3 separate regions of the Oryctolagus cuniculus genome follow, and regions 1 and 2 are each linked to region 3. Evidence: chromatin contacts called from public Hi-C and Micro-C data. All regions are on one chromosome and are shown on one strand. The core of a region is the stretch at or near the end of the contact, and the rest is flanking DNA. Distances in the headings are between cores, read along the strand shown. Region 1 holds the start of ARMC8 (armadillo repeat containing 8). Region 2 has its middle 30 kb from the start of FOXL2. Region 3 holds the start of CEP70 (centrosomal protein 70).

What was found. A called contact is a pair of places that touch in the nucleus more often than the background predicts.
Region 1: a Hi-C map of an unstated tissue shows a contact between it and region 3, with 3 times the contacts expected there. The contact joins the promoter of ARMC8 here to the promoter of CEP70 in region 3. A contact is called at or near these places in 2 of 6 Hi-C or Micro-C datasets (ear pinna and an unstated tissue).
Region 2: a contact with region 3 is called in a Micro-C map of ear pinna, with 11 times the contacts expected there. The contact joins the enhancer-like site here to the promoter of CEP70 in region 3. A contact is called at or near these places in 2 of 6 Hi-C or Micro-C datasets (ear pinna and an unstated tissue).

Annotation. Positions count from the first base shown.
Region 1 is chr4:143,536,094-143,540,319 of mOryCun1.1, reverse strand. It overlaps ARMC8 (armadillo repeat containing 8), which reads left to right and starts at 1,509. Exons shown (of 23, transcript XM_070072756.1): 1 at 1,509-1,699; 2 at 1,881-2,080. It overlaps DBR1 (debranching RNA lariats 1), which reads right to left and starts at 1,499. Exons shown (of 8, transcript XM_008266223.4): 1 at 1,161-1,499; 2 at 495-619. The coding sequence starts at 1,357.
Region 2 is chr4:142,819,577-142,824,127 of mOryCun1.1, reverse strand. No RefSeq gene overlaps it. Among named protein-coding and RNA genes, the nearest start is that of FOXL2, 30 kb to the right of the region's middle. Within about 2 kb of position 2,272, at least 6 of the 8 cell types and tissues checked have an H3K27ac peak or open chromatin away from gene starts, as enhancers often do. A contact at or near this core is called in ear pinna, where this site is marked.
Region 3 is chr4:143,186,521-143,191,133 of mOryCun1.1, reverse strand. It overlaps CEP70 (centrosomal protein 70), which reads right to left and starts at 3,229. Exons shown (of 18, transcript XR_011388194.1): 1 at 2,999-3,229; 2 at 635-737.

The DNA.
Region 1 (4,226 bases), core at 260-2,759, 350 kb before region 3:
TAAAAGGAATTACCTGCTATTTTCCTTATTATAGTACTACAGTTGTAATTTTAAACATCTTTATCACTTCAAGATATTTTACAGGTGAAATAAGCTCACGGCTAGGATTTGCTTCAGACTACTCCAGTCATCTGCCACCAAAAATCTAAGGGGGTGTAGGCTGAAAATAAGTATGCAGAATCTAACAGTAACTGAAGTTGCCTGACATGTAGATTCAGTATACCATCATCCAGTGTAGGCTTAACAGTGAATTTCCTTTATAAAAATCTAAGGGTTTTTTAAAAATTCATTACAAAAATAAAAAATAGTGTGTAATGTCTTTGAAGTTATATTAATTACTGTTTAAAACACTAGATGAAACACAGACCTATTTTCACAATTAAGCATTTAATAATTAACTACTTTAATTCAGTGTCCATGATTAACAACATTCCCAAATCCTGAAGGCACTTTCATCATTTCATAAAAACAAAAAACAGCCCAGGAACACTTACCTAAGTAGTAAATGTTTGGTGCCACCCAGCCTCCATAGGGTAACTCCTGCAGATGATTTGAGGCTTCATGGTTTCCCCCAATGAAGATTGTGAGAACTGGGGCCTTTTTCTCTCCAGAGTAATACCTAGAACATAGAGGCAAGGTTTTCTGTTACCACAGGTAGGCGTTGCAGAAAAGCAAAGACAGGTCCAGAAGAAAAAGCTGAGCGGACTTAAAAAAAAAAAAAAAAAAAAATGAGGAGGAGCTTAAAAGCTCGTTCTAAACTTATTGCCCGGTATCCATTCATTTGTGTCCTTAGGAGCGGGGAGCTGCCGCTGTGGGTTTAGAGCTTTGTCAAGTTCATTGCCACAACCTGAGTTTCCACAGCTAGGACTGGTACACAGCATGCGTCCCGTAACAACTCCTGGATTATCCCACGGTCCTCTGGAGTACAGGGCACAAGTGTGTCCTCCTCCAAGGCTGCCCTCAGCCGCGACCCCTTGGGAAACAGGTAAGACAGGTGTATGGAAAGAAGGAGGGTGACATCTCAGCGCCACGTCCTAGAAACACCGAGTGAACAAAGACGGGGACCCAGGGAGACAGGGGATTCGAACCCAGTGCCAGCTCTCCGCCAGCCGCCCGCCCCCGGCTGGTCACACCCTGCACCGCCGGGCCGCGCCCCTCACCTGTAGAAGGTCTGCATGTGACGGTACTTGGGCGGCACGGCCATGCAGCGCAGGTCGGCCTCGTTGCGCACCGCCTGGAAGTCGCCGCAGCACAGGAGGAGGTCGATGGGCCCCGGGCCACGCCGCTCCGCCAGCGCCAGCGTCTCGTAGATCTTGTCCAGCTCGCCATGGCAGCAGCCGGCCACAGCCACCCGCATCCTGCCTGCCCGAAGCGGGGAGCGCCGTCCGCGGCGCCCAGGCCCGACTGCGAGGACGCACACACTGCCCGCTCGGCTCCCGCCAACATGAACCGGGCAGCTGCCGCGTTTTGACTCCTGCAATAGAATTCACTTCCGGTTTCCACATCTCGCGAGAGAGGGATCGGGAAGGGCAGGGCTCACACCGGGATCCCAGGGCGCTCTCAGGCTAAACCCCGTGCTTTGTCTTCCCGGGCCGGTCCTGAGGACCCAGCGCTCGGACCGATGATAAAATTTGAAGCCGGAAGAGTAAATAAAATCTTCAGAAGTAGGAACTTAGTTTGATAAAATCAAGGTAAACAGGTGAGCAGGCACGACTGGTGAATTTCCTAGAGCAAGCCTCGCCCGGCAGATACTGTTGCCTGAAAGTGCATCAGAAATTAAAGATCTTTTTAAAAGACCCTCAAAAATAATAAAATTCACTTTTAAACTCCGCCCCCACCCCGCCTTAGTGCTTCTAAATTAAGCCTTTTTTTTTTTTAAGGGGCCGGAGGCGCTTCACTTTCCTGCCCGATACTCATTTGCCTACCTAGAATGAAAGTTCAAGGAAAGCAGGTGCACGTCTCAAACTTTCTGAGACAAAAGGACCCAACTGCTAAGTGAAGACTGAGTGGCCAAGACGGACCAAGCAAACGATGAAAATACCTTTGGGAAATTTAATGAAGAAAAGATAATCGAATTAAGGTAATACAGAGAATAATTTTAAAAAAACATGTTTTAAAAACTAGATAAACAATATTCTAGGAACGAAGAACTGAAATTAATTGGACATGAAGCAAGACATGTAAACATAACAGTGACAATAGGAGACACTGGAAAAGTTGGAAAAGATATAAAGACGTGGTGCCAAGTGATTTTTGAGCAAATTCTTTCAAATTTATAAGCTATTGTTATTGTGATATTCAAATTGATCAAGAGGATAGAAAAAATGGAAATTGATGTTTCTAATTAGTTTTTTTTTGTTGTTGTTGTTTAGTTTTGACAGGCAGAGTGGACAGTGAGAGAGAGAGAGAGAGAGAGAGGTCTTCCTTTGCCGTTGGTTCACCCCTCCAACGGCTGCCGCAGCCAGCGCACCGCGCTGATCCAAAGCCAGGAGCCAGGTGCTTCTCCTGGTCTCCCATGGGGTGCAGGGCCCAAGCACTTGGGCCATCCTCCACTGCACTCCCGGGCCATAGCAGAGAGCTGGCCTGGAAGAGGAGCAACCGGGACAGAATCCAGCGCCCTGATGGGGACTAGAACCCAGGGTGTCGGCACACTGCAGGTGGAGGATTAGCCTGTTGAGCCATGGCGCCAGCCCACAACATTGTTAAATTTGACTTTTTCCATTTCAGTTTTAATTTATAGGAATTGTTTTCTCCTGGATTCTTTTCTCTGGATAAAAATTAATTGATCTATAATACAAAGTAACAAATCAAATCTTAAGTGCACAGTTTGATGCATTTTTACATGTATAATCATCCATAAAACTCCATTCCTGGGGCCAGCGCTGTGGCGCAGTGAGTTAACACCCTGGCCTGAATCACCAGCATCCCATAAGGGTGCCAGTTTGACACCCGGCTGCTCCACTTCCAATCTAGCTCTCTGCTATGGCCTGGGAAAGCAGTAGAAGATGGCCCAAGTCCTTGGGCTCCTGCACCCACGTGGGAGACCTGGAAGAAGCTCCTGGCTCCTGGCTTCAGATCTGTACTGCTCCGGCCATTGTGGCCATCTGGGGAGTGAACCAGTGGATGGAAGACCTGTCTCTCTCTCTCTCCTCTCTGCCTTTCTTCTCTCTGTATAACTTAATATATAGTAGTTTAGGAAGGCCATGCTGATAGGTGGCCTATTGAACAGAAGGGGCCAGTGCTGTGGGGTATCTGGTAAAGCTGCCACCTGCAGTGCTGGCATCCTATATGAGTGCCGGTTTGAGTCCTGGCTGCTCCACTTCCGATCCAGCTCTTTGCTGTGGCCTGGAAAAGCAGTGGAGGATGGCCCAAATCCTTGGGAACCCTGCACCCATGTGGGAGACCTGGAAGAAGCTCCTGGCTCCTGGCTTTGGATTGGTGCAGCTCCAGCCACTGCAGGAATTTGGGGAGTGAACCAGCGGATAGAAGACCTCTCTTTCTCTCTCTTTCTCTGCCTCTCCTCTCTCTGTGTAATTCTGCCTTTCAAATAAATAAATAAATCTTTAAAAAAAAAAAACTTTATGAAATAAGGGGGTGAGCGATGGAAATATCCAGATATTGAGTTTTTAAGTTAATTTATAAATTAAGTATTAAAACAATAGGGGCCGGCGCCGTGGCTCACTAGGCTAATCCTCCGCCTGCGGCGCCAGCACCCCGGGTTCTAGTCCCGGTCAGGGCGCCGGATTCTGTCCCGGTTGCCCCTCTTCCAGGCCAGCTCTCTGAGGTGGCCCGGGAAGGCAATGGAGGATGGCCCAAGTGCTTGGGCCCTGCACCCGCATGGGAGACCAGGAGGAAGCACCTGACTCCTGGCTTCGGATCAGCGCAGTGCGCCGGCCGCAGCTCGCTGGCTGCAGCGGCCATTGCGAGGTGAACCAGCAGAAAAGGAGGACCTTTCTCTCTGTCTCTCTCTCTCTCACTGTCCACTCTGCCTGTCCAAAACAAACAAACAAACAAACAAAAACAAAACAAAACACAAAAACGAAAAGAAAACCACAATAGGAAAAATATTCATTCTTGCTACCTGTAGTCTTATGATCAAAGTGATTCTGGCTCCTACAACCACCTGGTGGCAGCACAGGCTCTACGGGAAAACTTTTGAGATGCCAACAGGTCCGTGGTGCTAAACTGTAAAACTGAAATTATAAGGTGGTAAATGTCATTGATGG
Region 2 (4,551 bases), core at 1,023-3,522, 370 kb after region 3:
GGATGCGTAGGTTGTTTTCATCTGTGACAATGCTGCCACACACCCTGTTCATGATGTGCAGATTGCAAGCCCATCTGTAGGGCAGACAGCTAGATGAAGAATTGCTGGCCAATGGGTTGTGGGGATCGGGACCCCTGAATTTTGTTGTGGGGTCAGAGCCCTGGCTGGGATCACAGAGACCCCCAGGCTAGACTTAGTCCAGATTCCTGTCTTCCACATGTAAGAATACAACGGGAAGATATAGATAAAAGTGAGCGGGAAAGCAGGACTTATTGAAAGGCAAAGGGATGGTCCACACTCAGGCCAGGGGTCATCCTTGTGGGGTCAGGGGTGGTTCGGGGCAGAGGCTGAAAAGGCTCACAGGCAGAGAGTTTGGGGTAGGGCTGCAGTGCACGCGCTGATCCCCAGGCAGGTGTCACTGGAAAATAAGGCTCCGGTGTGATGAGTAGCGTGCGTGCCAAGTCTGCAGGCAGGATGAGTCGGAACAGAAGTGATGGGCTTGGGCGGTGTACATGGCTTGGGCAGTGGCCGTCCTCTGCTCATCGTCCCTCACTGACAGCCTGCCTACCCATGTCAGAAGAATGTGCTACTTTACAGCTTTGATTGACATTGACTGGCTGTTCAGATGATCTCTCCTATGGGAGAATGAGTTCCCTAGAGGCAAGTCCTCCCACACACCCCAGCATTCCACAGGACTCACCATTTTTGGACATTCGGTCTGACTTGCTAATATGGCTCTCAAGATGTCTCCCATTAGCACAGTCTTTTAAAATGACATTGTATTCTAAAATATGGTTGTGTCAATATCTGATTAATCACTTCTCTATTGATGGAAATTTGTTGCGGTTGCTCCAGTGTGGAGCTATACAGATAATCTTGCAAAGAGCATTTTGATTAAAAAAAAAAAAGCTAACTTGCACTTTCCTGCAACTTATTGAAATGAAGAGAATACATGTTCCTCCCCCTTTCACATCTTGATTAACAAAAGTGAATTGCTGGGGGCTGGCACTGTGCTGTATAGGCTAAACCTTTGCCTGCAGTGCCAGCATCCTACAAGGGCACTTGTTCGTGTCCCGGCTGCTAATCTTCCCATCCAGCTCTCTGCTATGGCTTGGGAAAGCAGTAGAAGATGGCCCAAGTGTTTGGGCCCCTGCATCTGTGTGGGAGACCTGGCGGAAGCTCCTGGTTTCTGGCCGGGATGGGCTCAGCTCCGGCCGTTGGGGCCATTTGAGAAGTGAACCAGTGGCTGTGAAACCTCTGTCTCTCCTCTCTCTGTCTGTACATCTACCTCTCAAATAAGTAAAAGCTAAAAAAAAAGGGGGGGGGTGTAATTGCTTATCTTATGACTAATTAGTAATATGTTTTAACAGACAAATCATGCTTAGTTGAGAATTCCAGGGACTGACTACAGGGAAACATCTAGAAAAATGAGACCTAACCGGAACAGTGACTACCTGCTGTAAACAGTGAAGTCTTGGATCAAAGGGGCCGATGTCCAACCGGTGGCACGCCTACCTTGGACACCCGCCTACCAATCAGCTGAGTCCATTAGCTACTCCAGAATTCCTCCAAATCCCATTCATCCTTTAAACATGCTCCTGCTAACCAGCAAGGCAGCAAGAATGCCCCTGAGACTGCAGATTCCTCCCGAGATTGCTAGCCTCTTGCATAAACCTGTTCCACTCATTGCATCATCTTTTGTCCCTGGTAAATGGGCCATCCAGTAGCAAGCACTGCCCGCTTCCTTTCCTGTGTCACTGTTGTCCAAGCTAATGATAATAGCTAACACTTGTTTTTATATTTATTTTCATTTTATTTGAAAGGCAGAGAGAGAGAGAGAGAGTCTCCATCTGCTGGTTCACTTCCAAATACCACCAACAGCCAGGGTTGGGCCAGGTGGAAACCAGGAGTGGAGAACTCCATCTGGGTCTCCCATGGGTAGCAGGAACCCAAGAACTTGAGCCGTGGGCCACTGCCTTCCAGGATTGCATTACCAGGAAGTTAGGTCTGAAGCAGACGGGTTGGGATCAAACCAGGCACTCGGATATGAGACGTGGACTTCCAGGGAGAGGCTTAACCTGCCGCACCACCACAGCGGCCACCGCATCTCGCTGTTAAATCAGCCCCTGGCACTCCCGGCCAGGCACTGGACGTCGGCCAGCTTACTGCCCCACCGCGCCCTCTGGCGGCTGCGAGGGGCCGCAGCACCTCCCTTCGCGGGCGCGCTGGAAACCCCGGGAGCTCCCGGGGCCGCTTCCTCCCGACTGTCGGGCACTTCTGCTTTTTCGCGGGAAGAGGAAGCGGGGCTGGGGGAGGGCCGAGCGCTGGGCGCGGGGCGCGGCCGGCGGGGACGGGGCAGGAAGGGCCAGGTGCCTCCTTCCCAGCCGCCACCCGCAAGCTCGGCTTTTTCAAGGACGGAGACCCCTCATTTTGGGGAGCGCCTGGCTTTCCCACGGCTCCTTTCGCATCCCCGCCCCTTCTCCCCGCGGGAGGCCAGGGGCTGTGAGGTCCGAAGGCGGGCGCGAGGACCGTCCCTCGGGCCTCGTGCGAGGGCTCTGGGGCCACCGCAGTTGGTGCAGTCCTGTGTTGGGGCAGGGGTTCTTCGCGGTCCGCGCGCCCTGGGCGCGGCCGCCCCGGCCCGGGCCGAAGTCACGGCGCCGCCTGGCGGTCGCCGCCCAACCTCTCCCTCGGGACCCCCGGGCCGGCGGGACCCTGGTGCTAGGGTGTCCCCTCCTCGTCCCGCCGCTTTCGCAAGCTCGCGGGTGCGTGTGGTGGTTGGGGTCCTGGGCCATGGTTTCCGCTGGGGCTGGCGCGGGGTTTCTGCCTTCGAGGCTGGAAGAGGCCCCCCGCAGGCCCGCCCTCTCTCCCTGCTCGACCCCTCTGGTCCTCGTGTTCTTGTCCACTCCGTTTTCATAGCGTGCAGTCTGAGAGGGGTACGCGGTCACGGGAGACACGGCAGAACATTCTTTGGCTTCGTACTGGGAGTTCTCCCCTTCAACGGAACATAGGGGACTTCAAAAAGTTCGTGGAAATGGCATTAAAAGATGTGTACTTTGCTTTAGAATGTTTGTAAGAATGTAAGAATGTTAAATAACCTCCAGGCATACGGGGTTATTTAAGCAGTTCATGGAAAATGAGTATTGGAAAACTGCATGAATTTCAAAATTATATTTTGCACTTAAATAAACTATTTTTAAATTTAGAATCTAACAGTTTTAATGTTTGGCCATATTCGCTTCCTATGTAGACAAGATATATGCACATATATACTATGTTTCATTTATATCAGCAAGGGAGGAATTGTTGACTGTCATAACTTGGGAAAGAAAAATATTGTCACGTACGTAGTATAATTCAGTGAAGCAATATTTATAACTATATACCCAGTGACATCTACATGATTTTTCTACTCCACAAATAAGGGAAAACATGAAGTTCGTCTTTCTGTGTCTGGCCAATTTCATTTAGCACAGTGATCTCCGGTTCCATCCATTTTGTTACAAATGCTAGGATTTCATTCTGTATTATGGCTGAGTAATATTTCACTGTGTATTTGTGGCACATTACCTAGTCATCAGTCAATGGGCATCTATATTTATTCCATATCTTTGCTATTGTGAAATAAGCTGCTATAAATAGGGCGTGCAGGAATCTCTTTCATACGCTGATTTCACTTCCTTTGAATAAATTCTCAGGGGTAGGATAAGTTTTTTTTTTTTTTTTTTTGAGGGACAGAGAAAGACCACAGAGAGATCCTCCCTCTGTTGGGTCACATCCCAAATGCACACAATAGCCAGGAAGCTGGGAACTCAATCCAGGTCCCCTACATGGATGGCAGGAACCCAAGTGCTTGCGTTATCACCTGCTGCCTCCCCAGGTCCTGTACTACAGGAAGCAGAATCAGGGGCAGGAGGAGGTATTGAACTTGGGTACTCTGATGTTGCATGTGGGTGGCCTAACTGGTGCTTTAAACCCTAGGCCAAACACGTGCTCCTACACTTGTCTTTTTTTTTTTTTTAGATTTATTTATTTATTTGAAAGAGTTATGGAGAAAGAGGGAAACAGATGTTCCAATTTTAGTATATGTGCTGCCGAAGCGAGCACAAGACAGATGTTCCATCCGCTGGTTCACTCCCCAAATAGCCGCAACAGCATGCACTGGGCCAGGCCAAAGCCAAGAGCCAGGAGCTTCATCTGCATTTCCCACGTGGGTGCAGGGACCCAAGCACCTGGGGCATCTTCTGCTGCTTTCCCAGGCGCATTAGCAGGGAGCTGAATCAGAAGTGGAGCAGTCAGGGCTTGAACCAGTGCTCATATGGGATGCTGACAGTGCAGGCCATGTCTTAACCTCCTGGGCCACAACTCCGGCCACTACCCTTGTCTTTTAATTCTATTTTTCCCATGAGTCTTCTGCAGTCTTTTTGGGGTCTGTGCTTGTTGGAAATGCAGGTTTGTTGCTTCTCCTTCCTTGGTCCTGGCAGGACCCTGGCAAAGGGCTGGGGGTGCCCTCTTCCTGGGGTTGGCAGGACTTGGTCCATCTTCCTGCAGGGT
Region 3 (4,613 bases), core at 1,980-4,479:
ATTTGGGGAACGAATGAGCAGATGGAAGCTGTCTCTCGCAACTTTGCTTTTCAAATAAATGAGAGAAAGTATGCCAAGTATCAGAAGCAGGAGTTGTGATGAGATAGGGCAATGGAAGGGCTCCGGCATATCTGGGTGATATCATCTCATAATTCATTATGCTATACATTTGCCATGTGACTTTTTAATAAAAATTCATTTTACACTGAAAGGATTTTGTTGAATAACAAAAAAGATAATATTAACCAAAAGAAAGCTGGTACAACTCTGCAGCCAGACTGCATGAGTTTGACTTATGCATTCTGCCACATAGCCAAGAGTATAATAATCTCTGCATCAATTACCACATCATAAAATCAGGATAATACAGTAATTAGTTCACATGGTTTTGTGAGGATTAGGAATTAATAAACAGAGCACTGCCTGGCACGAGGCAGGACAGGGGTTAGGAGAGTCCAGGACAGCTAATCATCTAAGCAGTTACTTGGCCTGAGTTTAAAATATGTACCTGATAGGATTATCAGGAGTCAAAAGGAAGTATACCCAATGTGTTTAGTATAGTATTTAGTACACATCAGGTCCATGTTTCCCACGGCCTCCTAACATCTAGAATCACCGGTTGCGGCAGACATACCTCAGCCATAGCTCTTTCCTCCTGCACGTCACACCTGCTCATCCAAGATGATCTTAATGAAACGATCGGCCAGTGAGTCTCATGTGCGAAACTAGATCTTCATCTAGGGTTCAAAAAGATTAACGGATCAACCTCTTGGAAAGTTCAACCTCTTAGTGAGAAAGGTCTTGTGTTACTCCCAGCGCAGCGTCCATGGTGCCGGAAAGCCCTAAGCTGAAACTCCAACAGCCACAGTAAGCGCTGATGGCCTTCCTGGCTCACCATCATAAGCCTCCTCCCTCCTCTTCTCCCTTGTGGGTGATCCTGTGCCTGGCTGGAAGACTGCCTGCCTACCCCAAGCAGGAGGTTAGGAGGGCATGGCACACCATGCCTCCCGGGCACATTTCCCTGACCCCTGCTCCCAGGTGAAGGACCTTGTAAAGGGTCAAATAGGTAAACAACTCCTGGGTGTGCCCCAGACCCATAAGGACCACCTGGTAGGCTACTAGGCTATGTGACCTTCAAGCTGATTGGAGAAGCATAGTGGCGCCAATATCAGATCTATCCTATAGTGTTGCCCTGAATTAGCTACGCCCCCTCTGCCTGCCCTTTAAAAGCTTATGCTTCATCGTTAATAGACATGTTCACAGAAACTGGTCTTGAGTGCGTCTTGTCAAGAGCACCGTCACCAGTGCGGGCCTTGCAGGATCAGCCTACACCAGTCTGTGAAATAAACGTGGTGATAGTTTGCAGCAGCCTTTTCCCCACTGCAGGCTGTTAGAGGAGAAAAGTCCAGAACGCTGAAAGTCACAGAAGAGACTAAACTCTCCCTGGGGCAGAAGCGAGGCTGTAGCTCTACTCAGTGTCACAACACAACTAAAGGCAGGCTGTAGGAGTAAGGTTTGGGGGCTGAGAGTTGGTTTGCACTTGGCATACAGACAAGCAGGGGACAGGCATTTGGCTCAGCAGTTACCATACCTGCATCCCACAGCAGAGTGCCCAGGTTCACGTGCTGGCTTTCCTACCTATGCCAGCTTCTTGCTAGCACACACACACTGGGAGGCAGCAGGTTCTAGCTCAAGTATCAGGTCCCTGGTACGCAAGCAGAACACCTGAACTGAGTACCTGACTCCCAGCCCCAAGTGTTGCGAATATTTGGGAGTGAACCGGCTGATGAAAACTGTTTCTCTGCCTTTCAAATAAATAAAGTGAAAATAAATTAAAAAAAAACCATTAAAAAAATAGCCAAACACAGAAAAGCAAAAACACAGTTGTATCTTCCAGCACTGTCCAGGTTTCCCAACAATCTTTTGGGTCAAATGGTCCCTTATAATATAGCCTAACATGCATCAAACCTTAAAAAACTTATTTTTCTCGCCATTTGGGGGGCGGGGGGAAGAGAGCTGGAAATAACAGATCATGGCCAGTAATTTCTTTCTCAAGTGAGTCATACCGAAAATCTATAAACTTTCTCCGAAGGACGTATTCCAAATCACTCCAACAAATGAACACGCACGGCTTTCCAAGTCTGTGTTCTCCATGAAATGCAAACTAGTCCGAAGATAGGCCAACGTTCCAAAGGACGAACTGAATCCACCACCATTGGGCCCGGACGTCACCTCAACCAAACCATCCTGTGCCGGCGAGGTTACAAGGAGGGCCAGAACACCCTCCTCCCCCGCTCTGAAGCAACCCCGTCAGTGAAACTCCAAATCAGCCGCCTCGTACCCAAAAAGCGGAGCGGAGGCGGCCTGCTCTGCTTGGCAATACTCAAAGTAAAAACAAAAACAAATGCACGCAGAGGGCTGAGACCAACACGGGCAGTGGCTGCACGGCGTCAAACATTATGATGAGAAACCCTTGCTGACTGGTCTGTTACAAGCGTTACTGTTACAAGTGCCTCAGCTCGGGGGATTTTTCACCCTTTAAGAATCACATGAGGCTCCACGTGAAGTCAGAATCCCCTGCGCACCCCGGATCCAGAATGCGCCCGACAACCGGAGAAGGCGGGCTACGCGCCTCCGTGTGTCCCCGGCACCCTCCGCCGACACCTGCCCCACTCCGGGACGCCGAGGGCCGCGGCGGTCAGCGCCCGTCCGCCCTTCGCCGACTCGGCCAGGGTCTAGTCTGATCTAGCCGGGTCCGAGTCTGAGCTCCGCACTGCCTGCCTCGTCTAGCCCCCACAGCCGCCCTGGAAGGCAGCAGACTGCACACAGGAGCAAACGGAGACGCCGAAGACCACAAAGGCTGGGGGGCCGGGGCTCGAAGCAGGTTTAACCAATCCCCAAACCCTCACACAGCCTGCTGGAGCCGGTCCCAGCCCGCTCCACCCGGGGCGCCCGGCAACGCTCGGCGCCCACAGGCCGAGTCCCGAGCGCCACTCACCTTCCTCGGCCGCCCGGCCCGGCCCGGCCCGGCCCTGCCTGGCTCCGCTCCACCGCCTCCGGCCCCGCCTCCGCGACCGTTACCGACGCCAGTGGAGGTTGGCCAATCGAGCCCGAGCGGGTCGAGGTCAAACCTCTGCTCTGCCTCGGAACTTTCTGAGCGATTATCTCCGGCCTCTCGAGGAGGCTGGGTCCGCCGCGCGCCCCCTGGTTGGCTCCGGCTGCTGGGGGCGGGGCTTACCACCACCGCGGGCTGTCATAGGCCCGCTGACGTTTCAGTCGCGCTCTACGGCCTCTCGCTGGCTGGGGCTCTCGCTTACGGAGGGCCTCGGTTCCCCAGGAGATTTCAGATATGCAAATATGTGGCCGCAGGTGAAAATGAGGCTCGGAGCACCTGGCCACTGCGCAGGACCCTCGCCAGGACCGCGAGCTCCTGCTGGGGGAGCAGCCGGCGTGTCGAAGCTCCGGACCTGGGGGAGCCTCGGAGCGGCTGGCGTTTCACCCTCCCTTTGGGCGTTTTCCCGGTGGCCACGAAGTGTCTGGCCCTACATCGGGCTCCGTAAAATGCAGAGATGTGGACGCTGAGGGACAACGGTGGTTTTCCAGGGCCCTGTAGAGACTGGGTCTTGGGCTGCGTAGCATCTGGCAATCAGGGCTCACACTTGGTTTTCCAGTCAGTGTGGCCGTGGGATCCCAGGTGTCTCGTGGCTTTGTGGCGGGATTTTTGTGTGATTTCGCCCCCCCCTCTTTTTTTAATGGAAGCTATTCCTGCGCTGCAGTAAACTTTCTGAAGCCTCAGGCTTGTGTTTGAACCATCAGAAAGGTCTCCAGCTAGAAACACTAGTTCCGGCTTGCCCCTTCTCCCTGTCATTCTCCTTGGAATCCCAGGGCCAAAATTTGGAGATGTCTTGAGTTCTTCTGTTCATGGTGTTTATTCACGGTGACCAATCGACTTCCTTGCCAGACTTTTTTTTTTTTTTTTTTTTTTTTTTTACAGGCAGAGTGGACAGTGAGACAGAGAGAAAGGTCTTCCTTTGCCGTTGGTTCACCCTCCAATGGCCGCCGTGGCCGGCGCACCGCGCTGATCCAATGGCAGGAGCCAGGTACTTATCCTGGTCTCCCATGGGGTGCAGGGCCCAAGCACTTGGGCCATCCTCCACTGCACTCCCTGGCCACAGCAGAGAGCTGGCCTGGAAGAGGGGCAACCGGGACAGAATCCGGCGCCCCGACCTGGACTAGAACCCGCTGTGCTGGCGCTGCAAGGCGGAGGATTAGCCTAGTGAGCCGTGGCGTCGGCCCCCTTGCCAGACTTTTAAAAAAGAAAATCACCTGGGGAGCTTGGGAAACTCCGGATGCAGGGGCCGCCAGACAATCACACCAGGATCTCCAGGTGGGGACCCAGGCATCCAGAGTTTGTAAAGCTCCCCAGGTGATTCCGATGTGCAAGTGTTGTACCGATTCCCACCAGTGAAGACCACCAGGAGCCGACACTCATGCAAACGCAAGAGTTTAATTTCAAACTCAAGTTTGGTTGGACATCTGCACCAGGCGCAGCTGGGCTGGATCGGCGGCCCCTACGGTAAGGTCGTTAGGGTTTTTAGACAGTTGAACATACA